Linked DNA regions of Mus musculus: regions 1, 2, 3 and 4 are each linked to region 5. A link is a contact called in public promoter capture Hi-C data. All regions are on one chromosome and are shown on one strand. The core of a region is the stretch at or near the end of the contact, and the rest is flanking DNA. Distances in the headings are between cores, read along the strand shown.

What was found. Promoter capture Hi-C pulls out the DNA fragments that hold promoters and counts their contacts. Capture Hi-C pulls out chosen DNA fragments and counts their contacts.
Region 1: a contact with region 5 is called in a promoter capture Hi-C map of adipose tissue. The contact joins the promoter of Fkbp3 here to the promoter of Sec23a in region 5. A contact is called at or near these places in 7 of 39 promoter capture datasets (the C10 cell line, the HPC-7 cell line, cranial neural crest and 4 more), 7 of 484 Hi-C or Micro-C datasets (CD4 T cells, CD8 T cells, muscle stem cells and 3 more) and 2 of 9 other capture datasets (adipose tissue and liver).
Region 2: a promoter capture Hi-C map of pre-B cells shows a contact between it and region 5. The contact joins the promoter of 1700031P21Rik here to the promoter of Sec23a in region 5. A contact is called at or near these places in 2 of 39 promoter capture datasets (cranial neural crest and pre-B cells) and 1 of 484 Hi-C or Micro-C datasets (CD4 T cells).
Region 3: a contact with region 5 is called in a promoter capture Hi-C map of pre-B cells. The contact joins the promoter of Scfd1 here to the promoter of Sec23a in region 5. A contact is called at or near these places in 2 of 39 promoter capture datasets (cranial neural crest and pre-B cells) and 2 of 484 Hi-C or Micro-C datasets (B cells and CD4 T cells).
Region 4: a promoter capture Hi-C map of pre-B cells shows a contact between it and region 5. The contact joins the promoter of Strn3 here to the promoter of Sec23a in region 5. A contact is called at or near these places in 3 of 39 promoter capture datasets (the C10 cell line, cranial neural crest and pre-B cells).

Annotation. Positions count from the first base shown.
Region 1 is chr12:65,071,737-65,075,326 of GRCm38.p6, forward strand. It overlaps Fkbp3 (FK506 binding protein 3), which reads right to left and starts at 2,202. Exons shown (of 7, transcript NM_013902.4): 1 at 2,079-2,202. The coding sequence starts at 2,186. It also overlaps a transcript of Fancm not described here.
Region 2 is chr12:52,600,319-52,603,811 of GRCm38.p6, forward strand. 1700031P21Rik (RIKEN cDNA 1700031P21 gene) reads right to left here and starts at 2,004. Exons shown (of 3, transcript NR_045910.1): 1 at 1,862-2,004; 2 at 1,672-1,737. Gm35239 (a long non-coding RNA gene) reads left to right here and starts at 2,635. Exons shown (of 7, transcript XR_001780617.2): 1 at 2,635-3,493. LOC115488100 (a small nuclear RNA gene) reads left to right here and starts at 3,470; the gene lies at 3,470-3,493.
Region 3 is chr12:51,375,662-51,379,447 of GRCm38.p6, forward strand. It overlaps Scfd1 (Sec1 family domain containing 1), which reads left to right and starts at 1,852. Exons shown (of 25, transcript NM_029825.3): 1 at 1,852-1,975. The coding sequence starts at 1,924. It overlaps G2e3 (G2/M-phase specific E3 ubiquitin ligase), which reads left to right. Exons shown (of 15, transcript NM_001015099.2): 15 at 1-1,325.
Region 4 is chr12:51,690,575-51,693,909 of GRCm38.p6, forward strand. Strn3 (striatin, calmodulin binding protein 3) reads right to left here and starts at 1,340. Exons shown (of 18, transcript NM_052973.2): 1 at 848-1,340. The coding sequence starts at 1,129. It overlaps Ap4s1 (adaptor-related protein complex AP-4, sigma 1), which reads left to right and starts at 392. Exons shown (of 6, transcript NM_021710.4): 1 at 392-740.
Region 5 is chr12:59,009,910-59,013,485 of GRCm38.p6, forward strand. It overlaps Sec23a (SEC23 homolog A, COPII coat complex component), which reads right to left and starts at 2,108. Exons shown (of 20, transcript NM_009147.2): 1 at 1,937-2,108. It overlaps Gemin2 (gem nuclear organelle associated protein 2), which reads left to right and starts at 3,482. Exons shown (of 10, transcript NM_025656.5): 1 at 3,482-3,576. The coding sequence starts at 3,568.

The DNA of each region.
Region 1 (3,590 bases), core at 952-3,451, 6.1 Mb after region 5:
GCTGTCTCCTCCAGCTAAGAGTTCTGGAAACTTTCTGTTGTAGTCCCTACTGCACTTTTCTGCCTTTGCTTTTTCTCTTCTTTCCTCTCTCAATATGTAACCCTGGCCAGCTGAGAATTGACTGTGTAGTTAGTCTAGGCTGACCTGGAACTCGGATCTTCCTGCCTCTGGAATTAAAGGCATGAACCACCATGATCTCTACTGTAGATGAGAAAAGACTGGCGAAAGGAGATAAAAGTTGGTTATATAGAAGCAATCAGTTACTTCAGCACTTTTGTCATTTCTTTGAGAGTCCAGAAAAATACCTAAAATACAACTATCTAATAGTTTATGAGTAACAAAAATAATGACCATCAACTAATTTAGGTAAAAGACTATCACTGGGGAACAAAAATTATCACAAAACTGTTATATGTTCCAAGTCTCTTGAAATGGTCCAAGTCAGGTCAGTGGCGCTTAAGAGTCTAGAAGAAGAAAAACAATTAAAAACTTTACAGTCTACCTTGGGATAAATAAGCTGTTTAAAGACAGCTTAAGAAGTACAGTATTGAGGTATTAAATGCCCAACTCTACTGCTGAACATCATAATGGCTCAAGAGAATACCCATTAAAATGGCAAGTGGGTCTATCCGCAAAGGGGCCTTTTCCTTTCACTCTTGTATATTCACTCAAACAGTTCTACAGTGTACTACACGTTTCATAAATATGGCTGGACCATATCCTGACGCCTGGAGAAGTGTGAGAGTTCTTGGGTCTCCCAACAAGATCTTAAGTGAAAATACAATCTTCTCAAAAGAACCCAGAAACTTTTTAAACCGAAATGACAGGACTGTAAAAACACAGGCATGAGTATGTGAATGATCACTGGAAAATACCCATTTAAATGTCACTAAATGCATTTTCATATTTTGGAATCACACAGCACTCGCTATCTTGACATTTTTGAATCTGAAAATCTGTAGCAAAACTTAATTTAGGCTGCACCTTCTATTTTAAAATGGTAGATTGATGCACATCGTGTATGACCACTGAGGTGGGGCAGTGGTGGAGAGCGCCTTTAATCCCAGCACTTGGGAGGCAGAGGCAGGTGGATTTCTGAGTTCAAGGTCAGCCTGGTCTACAGATCGAGTTCCAGGACAGCCAGGGCTACACAGAGAAACCCTGTCTCAAAAAACAAAAACAAAGCAACCCCCCCCCCCCGGAAAAAAAAACCTCAAAATAATTTAACTGAGGTACAGAACATGACGTGATGGAGCAGGGCTGTTATTCCTAGCACTTGCTAGATGAAGGTAAGGTCAAGGGAGTTTGAGGCCTGTCTGGGCTATGAGATGTTGCCTCCAAAAAGATTAAGGAGTCGGGGGGGCTGGGGTGGGGGTGGGAATGAATGACCCTTCCTGAAGGGCAAAAACTCAAGTCTAACAAAATAACCCGTGACTACAAAATGGGTGGCTAAGATGCGGACAGGGCTGAAAGCTGCATTATACAACTAGAATTTTTCAAATCTGCGTGCTTATAATCACAGAAGCCCGCCGTATTAAAAATTCACATTTAATTCCCCTAAGGTTATTTTGTAAAAGATTTGTAACAAAAAAAGTTAAAACAGTAATATGTGGGTTTCTGAAAATCACGGATCATAGTTCGGTATTCAGTACATGGGTAAGACAAACTAGATGCACACGAGGCTCCCTCGCATCCTTACACCCCTCCCTCCCATTTCCCAGTGGCCAGCACTGTGCGCCCCGGCAGCATGCACTCCCGAGTCCTCGCCCCCGCCTCAGACGCCAGCATTTCAGGGTCCTTCTCCTCAGGTCCTCGGCCCTCACAGATCCTGTCTGGGATTTAAATCTACGGCCGCAGCTCCAGGGCCTGCCCTAGGAAATAAGGGCCGAACCCCGCGGAATCTGGGGCGGCCCAAGGGGCGGGAGAGTGGGAGCTCACGCGGGCCGCTCAGGCCTGGCCAGCACCGGCCACAGAGGGCGAGGGCGGGGGCACCGAGGAATCCGGTATGTAAGGCATCTCCGGGGGGGGTGAAGCTGCCCCGGGACGCCCCGGCCTGGCCGCCCAGATGCCTTTGGTACCGAATCTGAACCGTGATCCTGCAGAAACTTGATAATGTCCTTCTTGGGCAGCTGCTCGCTGCGCAGCTGCTCCACGGTCCATGCACGCTGCGGAACAGCCGCCGCCATCTTCCCCTGCTGCTGCCGCTGCACTGAGCCAGCCCGCCTCAATCCGGCGCGGTCCCGCCCTCAGGGCGTGGCCCGGGCTTACGCCACGCTCTAGGGGTGGGGCCTCCGCCTTTTGGAATCAGCCCACACTTTCTACGCAGCCCCGGCCCTGAAGGGTGGCCTGGGCATGCGTGGCGCGCGAGGAGGCGGGGCTTCTGCTTTGCTGAGCCTGGGGGTTTCTTCCGTCCACTCTCTGTCCCCACGGGTCCTGCGCGGGACTCCGGGGCCCGGCCGCCATGGTCCTAAACCGGATTGACTCGTGAGCTAGGGTGATGTCAACACTGGGCTGTGAGGGCCTTGTTGAGTAGAATGAAAATCTGTGCAGGTCTCTTGGCCAGCGGCATGCAGTGATGATGGCAAACCTTATTTTGATGCTTTCTGAGGCGTTCTTTGGGCAGCCATCACGCCCACTTGTTTATTATTTACGGCTTACGATGTCTTTAAAAGTACAGATTGTAAACGGTTTAAAGAAAATAACAGCATTCGGGTTTTCAATCTCATTTTAGGCTAGTTCTACTCTAATCTTATCTGGATTGGCCTAGTCCTTGCCCATCAAACAATTTCCACAAAACTAAATGCAAACCTCTCCCGACAGAGCTTTGCCTACAAATTTAGAAACTTGAATAAAACAATGTAATTACGCTGTACTTAAAATACCTCTTTACGATAGTGAGGGTGGTGTATGTACAGCAAGAGCTTCGCGTGTTTGTACTTTGTTTCAGTAACTGAGGAAATAGATGTTTACCGATTTTGTACTGGTACCCAAGACTAAAAGCAGAAAGCTGTCACTAACAGAACTGGGCAAGAACACTTACTGCTCTATAGCTGTAATCATTATGTGAGAGTTAAGATATGAAGTGTATGTCTGTAGCACTTAGGAGCCCGTATAGCCCCTTACAAGATGAGGCAGGACATTGGCCAACTCAAGGTCATTTTGGTCTGCATGCAGAGTTCCAGGCCAGAGTGGGCCTCAGAGCAAGAACCCGTGTGAAACAAAAACATACGGAGGAAAACAGAAAAAGAAATCCCACGACAAAAATGTATTTGTTTTAGTTTCTCAATGAATGCAGGGCCAGAGCACATTCTTTAGACAGACAAAACATTAAAACTGCCATTTGTATAACACAAAACTGCATTTTCTCAGCATAGATGGAGAAAAATATTATTTATCTCTACTTTTGCTTCAATCATGTTACGGTTACAAACGATGACTGAATGCTTGTCCTGGGGTCACGAAGTTATGTATCTTAACCCCGTATGTAGTATGTCGTTAGCAGTGACAGCTCATTTAAAGCACAGCAAAAACTACATTCTATTTACTTATGTTAATTTTGACCTGGAAACTCTGGACGTCAAGGATGACCT
Region 2 (3,493 bases), core at 754-3,253, 6.4 Mb before region 5:
GTGCTAGATGCTCTGCAGAGTCGCCTGATTTTGTTTATTCTTGAGTTTTGTCATTTTAGTACTGTGAGATGGTATTTAGCAGACATGAGCAATTTTCTGAGGATTAGCCTGTTGAATTTGTTTCCATTTTCAGGGGAGGCATTTATATATCTTTTTCTATTTTCCCTTTTTGTTTCATTGTGCTTTTCATTTGTTATACTTTTGCTAAATATTTGTCTAAACCTTTTGCCCATTTAGATTTATTTTCTCTTATGGGTATGAGTGTTTTGCCTGTATGTATGTCTGCCTGTGTTCCACAATGTGCCTGGTGCCTTCAGAAATTAGAAGAGGAGGTCAACTGCCTGGAACCGGGGTTTCAGATAACCATCTGTGAGCCATCAGGTGTTTGCTATGAATGAGCCTGGGTCCTCTGGAAAAGCAACCAGTGCTCTTAACTGCTGAGCCTTTTTTCCAGCCCCATCTTAATTTATTCTTGATACATTTCTGATGATGGGTTCTGATTATTCTCTTGAGATTTGTCTTGTATTACAGTTTGACTCTCTGTTGAACAGTTTGACTCTGTTTATGATAAAGACCAGTTTGACAAGTTTTTCAGAGATTCTACTTTCTGTATTCTATCTTAGAACTCTTTGTTCACCCTAAGGTTGCAAAAAATACTTTCCTATGTTTTCTTCTATAATCTCTATCTCAAGTTAATTTTTCACTTGAAAGAAAAGAAAACTAAATCTTACCCACATACTTTGGAGTCCTCAGAAGTACTGAAAATCAGTGAGATTGGTAAAGGCGCTTGCTATCCAGCCCAATGAATGAGGGTTTTATCCCTAGAACCTACTTGGTGGAAGGAGAAATCTAACTCCTGGCAAATTGTCCTCTGACCACAACACACATGCAAAGGAAATAAATAAACAATGCAATAAAAATATTAAAAGAAGTACTAAAACCCATTTAACCTCATGGGGATGTTGAGATAAAAATCATTAAATTAATGCTTGTTTACTGACCTAAACCTGAAGTTGGCTTGATTAAGCATTCATTCAGACATCTGAATGTTAGTTTATGGAAACAAAGGGAGGGGGAGGGGGAGAGGTGAGGTGAGAGGGAGGGACTGTGAGGAGAGGGAGGGAGGGAGGGTCTCAGAGGAGAGGAGAAAGGGGAAGTTGCAATCTAGATGGAAAGTAAATAAATACAAAATTATCATAAAAGGCAGGCTAATAGAAAGTTACACCAAAGCATTTTTAAAAAGCATCTAATTGGAAATTTTAATTCAATAGACCTGTCATTTTCACTCCTGTTTTTCCTGGGGGAAGAACAGTGTTTTATTACTTTTCAAAAGTTGTTAGAAAACAACCAACTTTCTTTTTTTTTTTTTTTGAGACAGGGTTTCTTTGAATAGCCCTGGTTGTCTTGGAACCCACTCTGTAGACCAGTCTGGCCTCGAACTCAGAAATTCGCCTGCCTCTGCCTCCCGAATGCTGGTATTAAAGGTGTGCGCCACCACCGCCCGGCTCTGCGTGACTTCATAACCCTTCTTTTTCTGCATATCAGAAAACCGGTGCCAATTAAACAAGTTTTAAAATTATTTTCTCATGCCAAGTTGGAGGAAAGATGGGAGGACGAGGAGAAGGGAAAAAAAAAAAAAAGAAACTCTAGTTAAATTAAGTAGTAACTTGCCTTGTCCTTCGGTAGTTCGTTTGTTAATGAATTGAGACAGTTTGTATAGGTGTTGTACAGGACTATCTTCTGAAACAAACAAAATCTATCTTACCACATTCTGTAATGTCTACTGGCAAAAGATCATCTCAGCTGGGCTTGTTGACCCACACCTGCTCATAAAGGGGCAGGGAGGTCAGGCGACCCTTACCTGAGTATCCACCCTACCTACTGTAGTACGCAATTTTATCCATAACTAGAAGTGGCCTCGCTGAGGGGAGGGGTAGAGTCTGTAACCTAGGAAGACTAAGGGAGTGGGGTGGCTGGGTGGAGAAGTCTTCATCCCGACTGGGTAAAGGCTTTCTAGGCGTAACTTGGGGGGATGAACACCCTGGCTCTGTGAGCAACTCCTCCTTTACGTCATAGAAGGAAGCTCAACTCACCATTCCCTCCGCAGAGTGTCCTTTGGAGGACTCTTCTGTTTGCTGCTGGAACAAGGATAGGCCTTGTCTGTCTGCTCAAGAGAAGGAATTTTAGCTGACTAGCCTAGGCTGGGCTTGTATTCACTATGTAGGGAAATCTGCCCTTGAACTTCTAGTTCTTCTCTGTTTCCCACCCAAGTACTGGGATTACAGGCAGGTGCCACACCACAGCCGACTAATGGTGATAATTATAAGCACACAGGAAAACCTTTGCCCAGACTTCATTCTGAGAAATACTGAAACCACACCAAACTAGCAGTTTCTGACCTTTGTCCCTCATTTTACAGCCCACAAAGCTATGACTTGAACAGCTAAGACTTCGCTGTTATTTAAAATTACAACAAATATTTCCTCCAAGTAGGTATGTTTTACACATTTGTATCATAACAGGGCTAACATGTCATTTAATATACAGGAAAAGGAACGGAAGTACAAGAGTGACTCTGCTATTATTCTACTCCAAAGTGAGCAGTGTAAATCCTTAAATTTCCCTCTCAGGCCAAGTAGGTGGGCTTCCGCCCTTGCATCTGTGTTCCGGATGTTTGGTTACCAGGCAACGTCTAGCGCCTGCCAGACACCTGTGAAGGGGTGCGGCCCCTGGTCCCCGAGCCTCGGTCCTGGACCTAATCGGCGCCTGCGCAAAATGTGCACAGGCAGGCGTTACCTGCGACCGGCCACCCGCAGAGAGTGGACGGGCGTGGCCGCCCAGTCAAACTCGCGGGTCCAGGCCGGGCAGCGCCTGCTGGGAACAGACTGTACCCCAGGCTCTAGAGGACCTCCCCAAGCTTTTGCTGCGTTCCTAGAGTATGGTGCCCATAGTTCTGGGACCGAGTAGGCTATGCTGGGGAGGGGTCACCTGGCGGGTTGGGCATACTTCAACAGGCATTGGACTAGTGGAACATAGGTAACAAGTGTCCTGTTTTAGTGTGTGGGGGGAGTAGGTGATCGAGTCAGGGCCCTGGTCACTTAGCTGCCACACATTTCTCAAGCTCCCACACAGACGTAGGAGAACAGCGAGCCTCCCAGCGTGCCGGATAGCGGACTGCTTAGAGAACTCACTCCCCTCCCCAGGCCTCTAGAGGAAGGCTCTTACCCAACATGCACCAGGAGCTAATTTGCATAACCCCAAGGTAAACCACACGGACCCACGCCGCCAGCGTGATCCCCACTAAGCAGCAGGGGTTCATGAGCATAGCTACACAGTTTCACTGAAAAAACTTTTTCTTTGTTCCCGGGTTTACTGGGAGGCTAGGAGAAAAACGCGGGTCAAAGTCACCCTAACTTAAAAAGTCAGGAATTCTTCGTCCTTATATAGTCCACGGCTAGACACTACGATCGTGCTCGCTTCGGCAGCACATATA
Region 3 (3,786 bases), core at 602-3,101, 7.6 Mb before region 5:
ACTAAATAAATGTGTTGGGAATCTTGAGACAGAAAGGCAGAATAGCACTGTTCCTCAAGGAGGGAAGTCAAGGCAGGAGTCTGCTGGTGGGGGTTGATACAAAGTGATTGCTGCCTACTGCCTTGCTTTCCATGGCTTGCTCATTTGCTTTCTTACAGAAGCCAAGGCCACTAGTCCAGGGTGGCACTGCACACGGGCTGGGCCCTTCCCATTCGCCACTAATTAAGAAAATGCCTTTCAGGGTTGCTTACTTCCTGGTTTCATGGAGCCATTTTCTCAGTTGAAGTGTTCTCTGCTTGCATGTCTCTAGCTGTGTCAGGCATCTAATAAGGATGGGGTGGTCTTTTAGTGCAGATGTGTTTCTTTTCCTTTTTATTAGTATGTAATTGTTTAAAACAGGCTGTCACGACACATGCATACATGTGTGTAATGAGCTTTGGTCATACTCCCCTTCTTGCCTCATACTGAACCCCTTCCCTATTTCCAGGATTGTCTTAAACAAGTAGTCCATTTACGAGGCTGATGTTATTAAAGTGGGTAAGATCCAAAATCTTTACTCTTCTTGTCTGAGAGCTCCTTGAACTCAAGAAACAAACTGTTTTTAGCAAATTTTCTAAGATAAAACTATCCCTTGATGTTCAATTATTTAAACCAAAAAATCTGGAGTTAAACAGCTACAATAAATCTAACTCTGAAGTCATGATTTTTATTCTTATAATCAACATTAATATCATTCTTGGTCGTAGCTTTGCAGGACTGTTCTATATAGTTACTCTTCTAATGAATATATATATCTTTATGTTTACTCCCCACATTACACCATTGGACAGAAACATGCACACTGTATAAATGTCTTAGTATTTTATGATAATGTGCCTTATAGTCTTGGAAGGAGTTAGTATGGAACTTAAATGGTCAAATGACAAATTTGTACTTAAAAGTGGGGATTCTCAGGTGAGTAAGATTAAACTCACTGGAAGGTGGGAAAGCCATTCTGCTCAAGAGTCCATGGACACCAGAATTGAGATACTTCCCCTAGGGCACAAACTGGTAGTTATAGATAACCTGTTGTAACTTTATAAAAATAGGTATCTACATCTGTCAAATGTGTTTTTATTGTAAAAAAAATGCAATCTTGATTTTAAAAAATAAGATAAATTATTTGTATAATTTTGAAAGCCAAATTTTTGAAAGTATGATTTCATTTCAGAATCTGACTGCCTGAGAATTAATCCATAATGCAGTGTCATCGGTGGGTTCATTGATTGGTAATAAGTTGTCATTGTATATATTTTTGACATTAATAAAATCTATTATGAAAATGGTCGATGTGAGATTTATTTCATAATCACAGGGCTCTAAATGTACCAAACCTGGCTGTGATCATCCGGATTCTGCTCACAATCATTTGTTTTTTTAATTTGCACTACTGAGAGGAAATTCTGCCATTTGGCTTTTCTGTGATTTTATACCCTAGCAGGCCAAAGCCCTTTCCTGAAGAAATCAAACGGAATAAATTACCACGCTTGTAGTTTCCCCCCCCCCTCCCCCCCCAGAGGAAAGAGGGAAGGGACACTACTGTTATGGAAATCAAGAAAACGCAATTTCTGGCGTCTCATTTGGCCTTGTAAATTTTTATGAGGATTTAAACTTGATGAGAAGTGCACTATCAATTAGATTGTAAGCGCTCCACCACGCCCATGCCCTGAGAAGCGGTTTAAGAGTAGCGACCTCGGGAGGTTCGCCCCGATTAGTTAGAAACGCTGCTGGGAAATCTGCAAACACCAATGTCTGTGAGGAAAGGCGAGGGCTGGGACCGGGGAGGCGGGCCGGCTGCCGCCATAGCCCGCCTCCTGGTTCTGCTTCCGGCGCGGGAGGTAGGGCCACGTCATCTTCGGGCTCCCAGTGCCAGCCGGGCAGTGGATGGTGGGAAGCAAGATGGCGGCCACGGCCAGCATTCGGGAGAGGCAAACAGGTACTCGGTATTTCCTTCTCTGCAGTGTGTGCCTCAGCAGCGGCCTGTCATCATCTCTGGGTTGTTCGTACAGCTCGGAGTTGAGCTTTGAGAGCTGCTCCGTTTTGAGGTTGTGGGGAAGAGATGCCTGTAAGCTTCACAGCCTTTACCACAGGCTGCTTGCTACAGTGCTAGCTACTTATTTTTTAATTGCCGAGTTTTAGAAGGCCATCAGGGCAAGGACCAGCAGCTGGTGTTTTCTTTCCTGTCTTGTCACTTAACGAGGTCTATAGGTTTGTGTTCGTATTTCAAGTCTCCCAGGTCGGTTTGGTTTTCACTTTCAGTTTTAGGGTTTTTTTTAAAAAAACCTGTTTTTGACACTTGAGCCATGATTACAAAATCTAAGTATTCTTTTCCGAGCACCTTACTTTATGCCATCATCTTTGGACCCTTTGGGAGAAGCTGATGGAAAATGCCAGGTGATAAAGCTGGAAGAGACTTCGGAATGTCAAATCAAATTAACAGCGTCCTCTTTCAGTTGTTCCACAGATAATAATCTTAAAATATAGAACAGTTGTATCTTAAGTAGAGCATATTTGTACACCCATTTATAAAGTAAAAATTTAAAGATACATATTTCTTCCCTTGGTTTTAGTTTAGTTTTTTTTTTTTTTTTACATGTGAGATACACCTGATTTTCCTTATTTTCAGTAAACTCTAGAAACTTAATGTATGTATATTGGCCCCAGAATAATTACCTATACGTATATCATATATAATGTGATATGTATAAATCAGAACTGACTTACATATACTACTTATCTAGTAACTCCCAAAGAGAATAGAAATCGTCCATAAGCGATAAAGAACTTTAATTCTCTTGAACCTATGCTTATTTGTATGAAAAACAATTGGTTACAAGCAATACAACATAGCAATAGAATTTGAACTGTGCCTGATTCCTTCCCTTGTGTTAAAAAAAAAAAAAGATAGATTTGAATGTAGCATACTTAACAGAAAACATACTGAGTTCTACATTTCTCAGTAGGTAATTTAGTAAAACGGTAAAGCATAACTTAAAATATGGTAAGCAAATATTATTTGAGAATGCTTGATAATTAATTTTATTTGCAAGCAAACAGAAGCCCAAGTTCTCTTAGAAGTTTGGGTATAATATCTTTTTCTTTGTTTGTTTGTTTGTTTGTTTGTTATTTTTTTCTTCCGAGACAGTGTTTCTCTGTGTAGCCATGGCTGTCCTGGAACCCACTCTGTAGACAAGGCTGGCCTCGAACTCAGAAATCCGCCTGCCTCTGCCTCCCGAGTGCTGGGATTAAAGGTGTGCGCCACCATTGCCCGGCCTGGGTCCAATATCTTAATAAAACTAAATGAATTGGATTTTACTACCCATCAGTAAAACTGTCCTGATGAAAGGAAACCTTTTAAAAGTTGAATTTATGCAACAGTACATCTTTAATATTCGGACATTGTAAAACACTAAATGTTTTGTCTTTTGGTGAAAATAAACTTCATTATAGCAAGATTCCACATTATTACTGTATAGCTTGTGCTGCATCAGTTATTAAATTCATACTATACATGGATCATGCCTTATTTCCAGAAGAAAATCCTTTGTAGGAGTAACATTTCATTGATTTCTGTTGAGAATATTTAGTAACAAAAATCCTCTAATATTCTAGGTGGGAGATGCTTTGCTGCAAAGTAATTTGCAGTCAGTTTGGACGGATGAGACAATAGTCAATGCACTGTGAATTTATCATTAGTTTAGGTAGTTTCTGTTATCTCCATTTTATAGATGAAGAAACTAAAGTACA
Region 4 (3,335 bases), core at 90-2,589, 7.3 Mb before region 5:
CCCGCAACTGTCACCTTCCAAAAGTTAGGATAACCCAAGTCTGTCAGAGGATCACATTAAGTGGACATTTAACTCCGTTTTAGCTTGTACTAAGCGATAAGTACGGTCTACTTCAAATTAAGACCAATTCTTTCCGCAGACATTTCCTAAATACTGTACTGACAGCCCAGCTTTGCTTTGCATCAGTAAAAACATGAATATAGTAGGGAACTCTAGAGAAGCCGACTCAAGAGAGAAATATTCAGTTAAAGTGTTGATGAATCAGTAAGCGCTAAAGGAAATCCAAGTGAGTAGAGCGGCATCGCAGGTACTTAAAGGAGTTGAGGATGGGAAGGCAAACTTGTCCGGCCGGCCGCGAGCCATTGTGCGCGGCGGTAGCCCGAAGCGGCGTGGCTGTCAAGGGGCAAGTGCGTACCGAGGCGCGGGGGAGGGGGCAGGACGCCACATCGGAAGGGGGTGCAGGAGCCAGGAGGCAAAGACGCTCATCCCAGGCCCTCTCCGCGTGGCCTCACCCTCAAGGGGACCCACAAGCGCAAACTCAGTGCCTAGCGGGCCCACGCCAGACTCTCGCCCAGAGGCGCTGGGCCCAAACCCCGGAGGCCCAGGAGAGGTGGCTCCGGAGGAGCCCTGCGGACGCCATGCTAAAAGCCAAAATGGCTGCCCCAAGGATGCCCGCAGCGCGCCGCCCGTGAGGAGGGAGCCGGGCGCGCCGTCACCGCTCGCCGGCCGGAGCGGCTCAGGTAGGTCCCCTCCGCCCTTGAGGGCACGGGCCTCAGCCCCGGCCCCACCCCCGCGGCCCGTGGCCCCGGCCCCAGCTCGCAGTCGAGAGGGGTGACGGGTGACGTACCTGCAGCTCGGCCCGCTCCACCTCCCAGTGCGCCCGCTCCATCTCGAAGCGAGCCCACTCGTGCTGGATGTAGTGTAGGATCCCCGGGATCGTGTACTGTTGCGGCCGGGACAGCTCCGGGCCTGCCGGGGGCCCCGCCGCCTCGGCGGCCGGAGGACCCCCGCCGCCCGGCGCTCCGTTCGCTCCCGGCGGCAGGCTCAGGTTCCCCCCGGGTCCCTGCTGCGGCCGGGGAGGGGCTGCCATCCCCTGGCCGCCGCCGCCGCCTCCGGCCAGCTCGTCCATTGTGTGTGGGGCCCCGGCCGGGGCGCAGTGCCAGACGCCGACAGCTGCGGGGAGGGCCGGGACGGTGGCCCCGCGCCGACCGCAGGGCGGGGGGCCGGCCGGGAGACGGCCGGGGAGGGGGTCGTTGCCGTGTGCTTGCCGCGGATCAGAGCAGGGAGCTGCCGGCCGCCGCCATTACGGTACCTCCTCCATCTGCCCGTCTCACTCACTCACTTTGGGGGAGAGGGGGGCCGCGGCGGGAGGAGGAGGAGGGACGGAGGAGGAGGAGGAGGGACGGAGGGCCGCCGCTCGCGCACGGCACGCTGGGTAGAGAACGCCGCTGCAAGCCGCACTCCGGAGAGCCAAAAAGAGTCCGGCCTCACCCCACGCAGGCGCACTGAGGATGGACCGCTCTTCGGGAGGCGGGGAAAGGCCTGGGCCCCGCCCCAACTCGGGCGCCGGGCCCCAGCTTTTCTACGCCTGTGGAATCTGGATGCTGCCTTGACTTTGGGGAAGCGCGTGGGCGTCGGGCTTCCGGGTCGTTTTCCTCACGCACGTATCCTTAGGGGCAGCGTGGGTCTCAGCTGAGGGCCTGGGCTCTGGAGCTGCGTGCAAGGCGTCCTCCGTACTGCCCTGGAATTCCTGACGTTTCTCTAGAATTCCTGGCGTGTTTTGCTCAGTCCCAGAGGGTCGGGCCTCTTTTCTGCCTGTCACTCACTTGACCTCTGGTTTCGTGGCACCAGTCAGTCTGCAGGATTCTGGAGACGTCTACGTTTGGCAAATAGCCCAGATTCTTCCGGACTTTCTCACTGGCTCCTGGGCTTCGTCGCAACCTGCTTCTTTGGTCCCACTTCGGTGCTCCTGGCCGCCCGTTGTAACTTCTTAAGTCTTTATTATTCTGAGATTCTCTGTGTTTGAGCTATTGCTTTTTTTTTTTTTTTTTTTTTTTTTTTTTTTTTTTTCCTGAAGAAGTTGTGATATCTTGAATTCTTGAGAATAGTGGGTTGGATGGCAAACGATAACTTTCAAAGAGACTGATGTTTAGAAGTCAATGAACGCAGATATTGTCATTAGTGGCAGAAATTTTGATCGAAACAAAATGAAAGTATTGTAAATAGAACTTAAGATGAACTAAATCAACACAACGATATCTTTCTTCATCATTAAATGGTTTTAGAATGAAATACTACATACACAAAGGGTCAGTTTTTAGGTGCTATAGTGTGCATTTTTCTGTAAGTTCTTTTTTTGGTTTTTTCGAGACAGGGTTTCTCTGTATAGCCCTGGCTGAACTGGAACTCACTTTGTAGACCAGGCTGGCCTCGAACTCAGAAATCCGCCTGCCTCTGCCACCCGAGTGCTGGGATGAGAGGCGTGCCACCACGCCCGGCTTTCTGTAAGTTGAGGTAACAGCCTGGCTACCGGGCTTGGTGAACCATGTCTTTAATCCCAGCACTCGGGAGGCAGAGGTAGACAACCTGATCTCTGGGTTTCGTTTCAGACCAGCTTGGTCTGCAGAGTTCCCAGACAGCCAGGACAACAGAGAAACCCTGTCTGGAAAAGCCAAAAAAGGAAAGAAGAAGAAGGAAAAAAAAAACAAAAAACCTAATAACCTATGTAACAGCAAATGAAAAGAAAAATACACAGTACTTACAGCTATACAAGAAATAGTATATAAAATTGGTTATGTTTTTAAACTTTTATTTTCACTCTGAAAGCCTATTCAAATTTTCACATTGGAGCATATAAGTGACTTCATATAACTTCAGAGAGAAAAAGAAATACATTTTATTTTGTCATGTCTGCTGTGTTATAAAGAACTAATTCGATCTGTTACACTTATTACCATATTTATGAAATGTAGTCTTTAGTAAATGAAGAAATGAGGCTGGAGAGATGGCTCAGCAGTTAAGAGCACTGACTGCTCTCCTAGGCGTCCTGAGTTCAGTTCCCAGCGACCACAGTGACTCACAGCCATCTGAAATGGGATACAGTGCTCTCTTCTGGTGTGTCTGAGAGAGCAACAGTGTACTCACATAAGTAAATACATCTTTTTTTTTATATGAAGAAATAGTACTGTTATCTAAGAGTTATTGACAATCAGCATACAGCTGGCTCAAGCAGTCCCATTCCTTAAGAAAGAACACATAAAAAGCTCAGAAAAACTTACATCCTGGGTACCTATTTTATGAACACAAGGAAGCTTTTAGGGATCTGAAGCCCACAT
Region 5 (3,576 bases), core at 858-3,357:
GCCCAGCAGTCATCTGAAGCAAGCAGCACCCTGTTCTTACTTTGTCCAGCTACATGGTCATGCACAGCTTCCTTCTCTTTCCAAAGTAACCGTTCACGCTTCGAATCACAAAGCCCACCTCCAAAGTCCTGTCACAAACCTCCTTAGTGTGATGATCTATTTGGCAAGCGCCTGATCATCCAATACGAACATTAGCCGAAAAATAGAGCCAAGCTTGTTGGAACAGGACTTTAATCCTAGCACGTAGGAGGCAGAGGCAGATGGATCTCTTGTCAGTTCCAGACCTGCCATAGTAAGACCCTGTTTGAAACACATACACACACACACACATCCTGAAATATTGTTATAATGCAGATTTTACAAACTCATCTTCTTAAAACGTGATAAAGATACAAAAGGCCATTTTTTTAAAAAAAAGTCACATTTTTTCAATAATTTATTGCAGTGATGACTATTTTAATTAAGTAATTTCTCCTGATAGAGTCAAAGCCTCATGTCACTTTATCATAACACAGCAAACACTTTCCTACATCCTGAAAGGCTTCCCATAGTATCGGTTTTCTCTATTCCATTTTTACCCCCTTATGCATTCCTAATGGGAAAACATACAAATTTTAAGTAAATTAGTTATCTGTTACCACCTTACCTCCCTACATTTCAGTTGCAAGTTTTCTTTTATATATATTTATTTCATTTTTGTCTATTGGTGTTTTGCCTGTATCTGCCTGTATACTATGTGTGTGCAGTACCTGTGGAAGCCAGAAGTGGGTGGTGGATCCTCTACCAATGGAGTTGCTTGTTAACCACTAGTGAGCTGGGGGTTGAGATGAAAGGTATGTGGGTGTGTTACAAATCGTTGTAAATAGGTAATGAGGCACTGTGTGTGTAAGTGTATTACAAGAGGTTGTAAGCCAGTAGTGAGTTCTCTGTGTGAGTGTGTGTTTCTGTGCCCGTGTATGTGTGTGTATTCATGTGGATGAGCAACCAGTGCTCTTAACTTCTGAGCCATCTTCCCAGGCCCAGTTGTAAAATTTCCAATGAAATAGACTGAGTAACAAATTTTTGCTCTTGGGCAATAAACTTCTCTGGCCTTCAAATTTCACATCAGTTATGTGAGAATTTTGGGGGCAATAATAAAATTGGTCATTGAAACAATTAAAAAACAAAGGCCCTCTGATGATGCTGGAAAGAAGGAAGATGTTAGTATACATTTAAATTTAAATTTCTTTCAGTAAATGTGCCTAGCTATCCGTGGTTTAGGGTGGGGTTGTGTTAAGACAGGACAGAAGTTTAGCTGACGAGATGAATTAGACATCTCCAACTCTACTCTACCTATGGATTTATTTACCTCTTCCTGTTCCTCTCCCACAAACAGTAAAGCTCTACAGACAGAATAAATGCCCCAGTGCATGGTATTGCTCAGTTCTGAAACCTGATCATTAATAATCAAGGCCCCAGGCACTAGCTATACCTGGTGGTTTTTTCTTTAACCTTTATAAGGCCCAAGGCCGAATTACAGGTGATGTAGTCACCTGGGTTCAAAGTCTAGGGCACTCCTGGGCAGTCAAGAAACGAACCTAGAGGCCCCAGGGCACAGGAGCCTTGGGCAGGGTTGGCAAAGCGTGTCACCCAGGAGGTGGGGGTGGGTGCAGAGCCAGATGCTCAGACCCTCGGTCTCCATCCTGCTACGGTCCTTCCACCTAAACTAAGAGGACTAAAGACGAGGGCGCTCCGTCGCCATGACAAGCACAGGGTTCAGCGATCTCGGTTCGGCGCTGGGCCACAGCCTCCGGCACGCCCCGCTGCTTATGCGAGAGCACAGCCGGGACAGAGCCAACAATCCTGACACTCCGGCCCGCCGCCCGCCTCCCAGCTCCGACTAAGACCCCGGTGGAGCAGAGGTGGCTGCCACGCTAGTCCTTACCACAGTACCTACCTAGAAGCTCCGTGACGGCCACAGCCTCCGCCTTGCACAGTCGTCAGTCCGCTCCAAAGCCCTGTAGCAGCCGTGGCACCGCAATCAGGGGCGGCCCCGCCCCGCCCCCGGCCTCTTGGAGGGCCTGGGCCAGGACAACATGGCTGGTGCCGCCTCTGCCACGTCAAAGGGGAGGAGGCGGGGAGGGGCGACCAGCGAAGGGGCGGGAACAGTCCCGGAAGAGGCGGGGCGCGCAGGAGGTAATGGGCGCGTTGAGTGGCGGAAAAGATGAACCGGGAGTAATAAAGAGGGTGGGGCGAGCGTGAAAGACGGCCAAGCAAAGCGGAGGGCGGGGACAATTCAGGAAGGGGCGGGGCTAGCAGGAAGCGATGCGATAGCCAGGGCGGTGGAGGAAGGGAGGTAACCGGAGTAATAAAGGGTGGGATGTGGCCGCTCGAGGCCGTGTGTAGGATTAAGGTTAAAATACCTGACTAGGGCATTGCTAGCCCCAGAAAAAAAGAAAAAAAATGTTAACCACCAGATGTAGCTTTCACGTCTACTGTTTGCTTGAACGATTGTTTTTGTTTTCTAGTATATAGAAAAGGCTCTTGCAAGTTTTTTTCCTGACATTGTATCCGTGTCCAAAGAGGAGAAAGAACGAAGCACGAGTTAACAATTATTTGAAGTATTCGCTAGAAAATAGATGCTCGGATTCTCCTCTAATTTTGGGTTTTCGTCTGTGTGTTGTCAAGAGCCAATGAGAAGGCTTGGCTCAGGGACCTCACTTGCCTAGAACTCATAAGGCAGAAAAAGAAACTTTACTCCCAGAAGTTGTATTCTGACCTCCTCACCGACCCACAAGCAATCGCAAAATAGTAATTTTAAAGTTTTTAAGTATCTCACTCGGCTAGTGGTGATGGTTCATGCCTGTAATCTCAATAGTCAAGGTTAAAAAAAAAAAAAAAAAAAAAAAAAAAAAGGCAGCCCAGCTTACGTTACACTGCAAACTGTAGACCCTTCTAAGCCACAGAAGAGACAGTCTCAAAAACCTAAAAATTATCCTCGTGTGATACTTGGTACTCCAGAAGCTGAGGCCAGGGGATCGGATCACTACAAGTTTGAGACTCCTTGAGCTACCTAATGAGTTCCAGAACAGCCTCAACTAAACTTTAAGATGCTATCCGAAAAAGTGAAAAACAAAACAAAAAGTTCTGCATTCATCCACTCTGTTCCCCGCGAAGTCAGAAAGACACCACCCTAAGGGGTTGTAAGATTTAGACGAATGTAACGTGTTTACAAATGGTTAAAGGCTTTAGTACTCTAAAAATGACGATTATAGCGATATTGTTCATTAATTTTAAAAATATTAAAGATTTCAAAGTTCATCCTCAGTCCCTGCCGCCTACCCAAGCTTTAGACGAGAAAATGGGATTAGACAGAGCGACCTAGAAACTCTTCAGGAACCACTTCTGCCAGGAATTATTCTCGAGCGCTACATTCCACCACCGGTGCCATAAGCTTGATGCAACCAGCAGGTTTCTTGTGTGGCTCCGCCCCCTTGCGCCTGTAGCCGGTGGCCTCGGCGGAGGTCGCTTAGGCGCCTGCGCCGTGCCTACTCTGGGCGCCGATTGAGACTGGCGGGAGCGAGAACCATGGCGTGG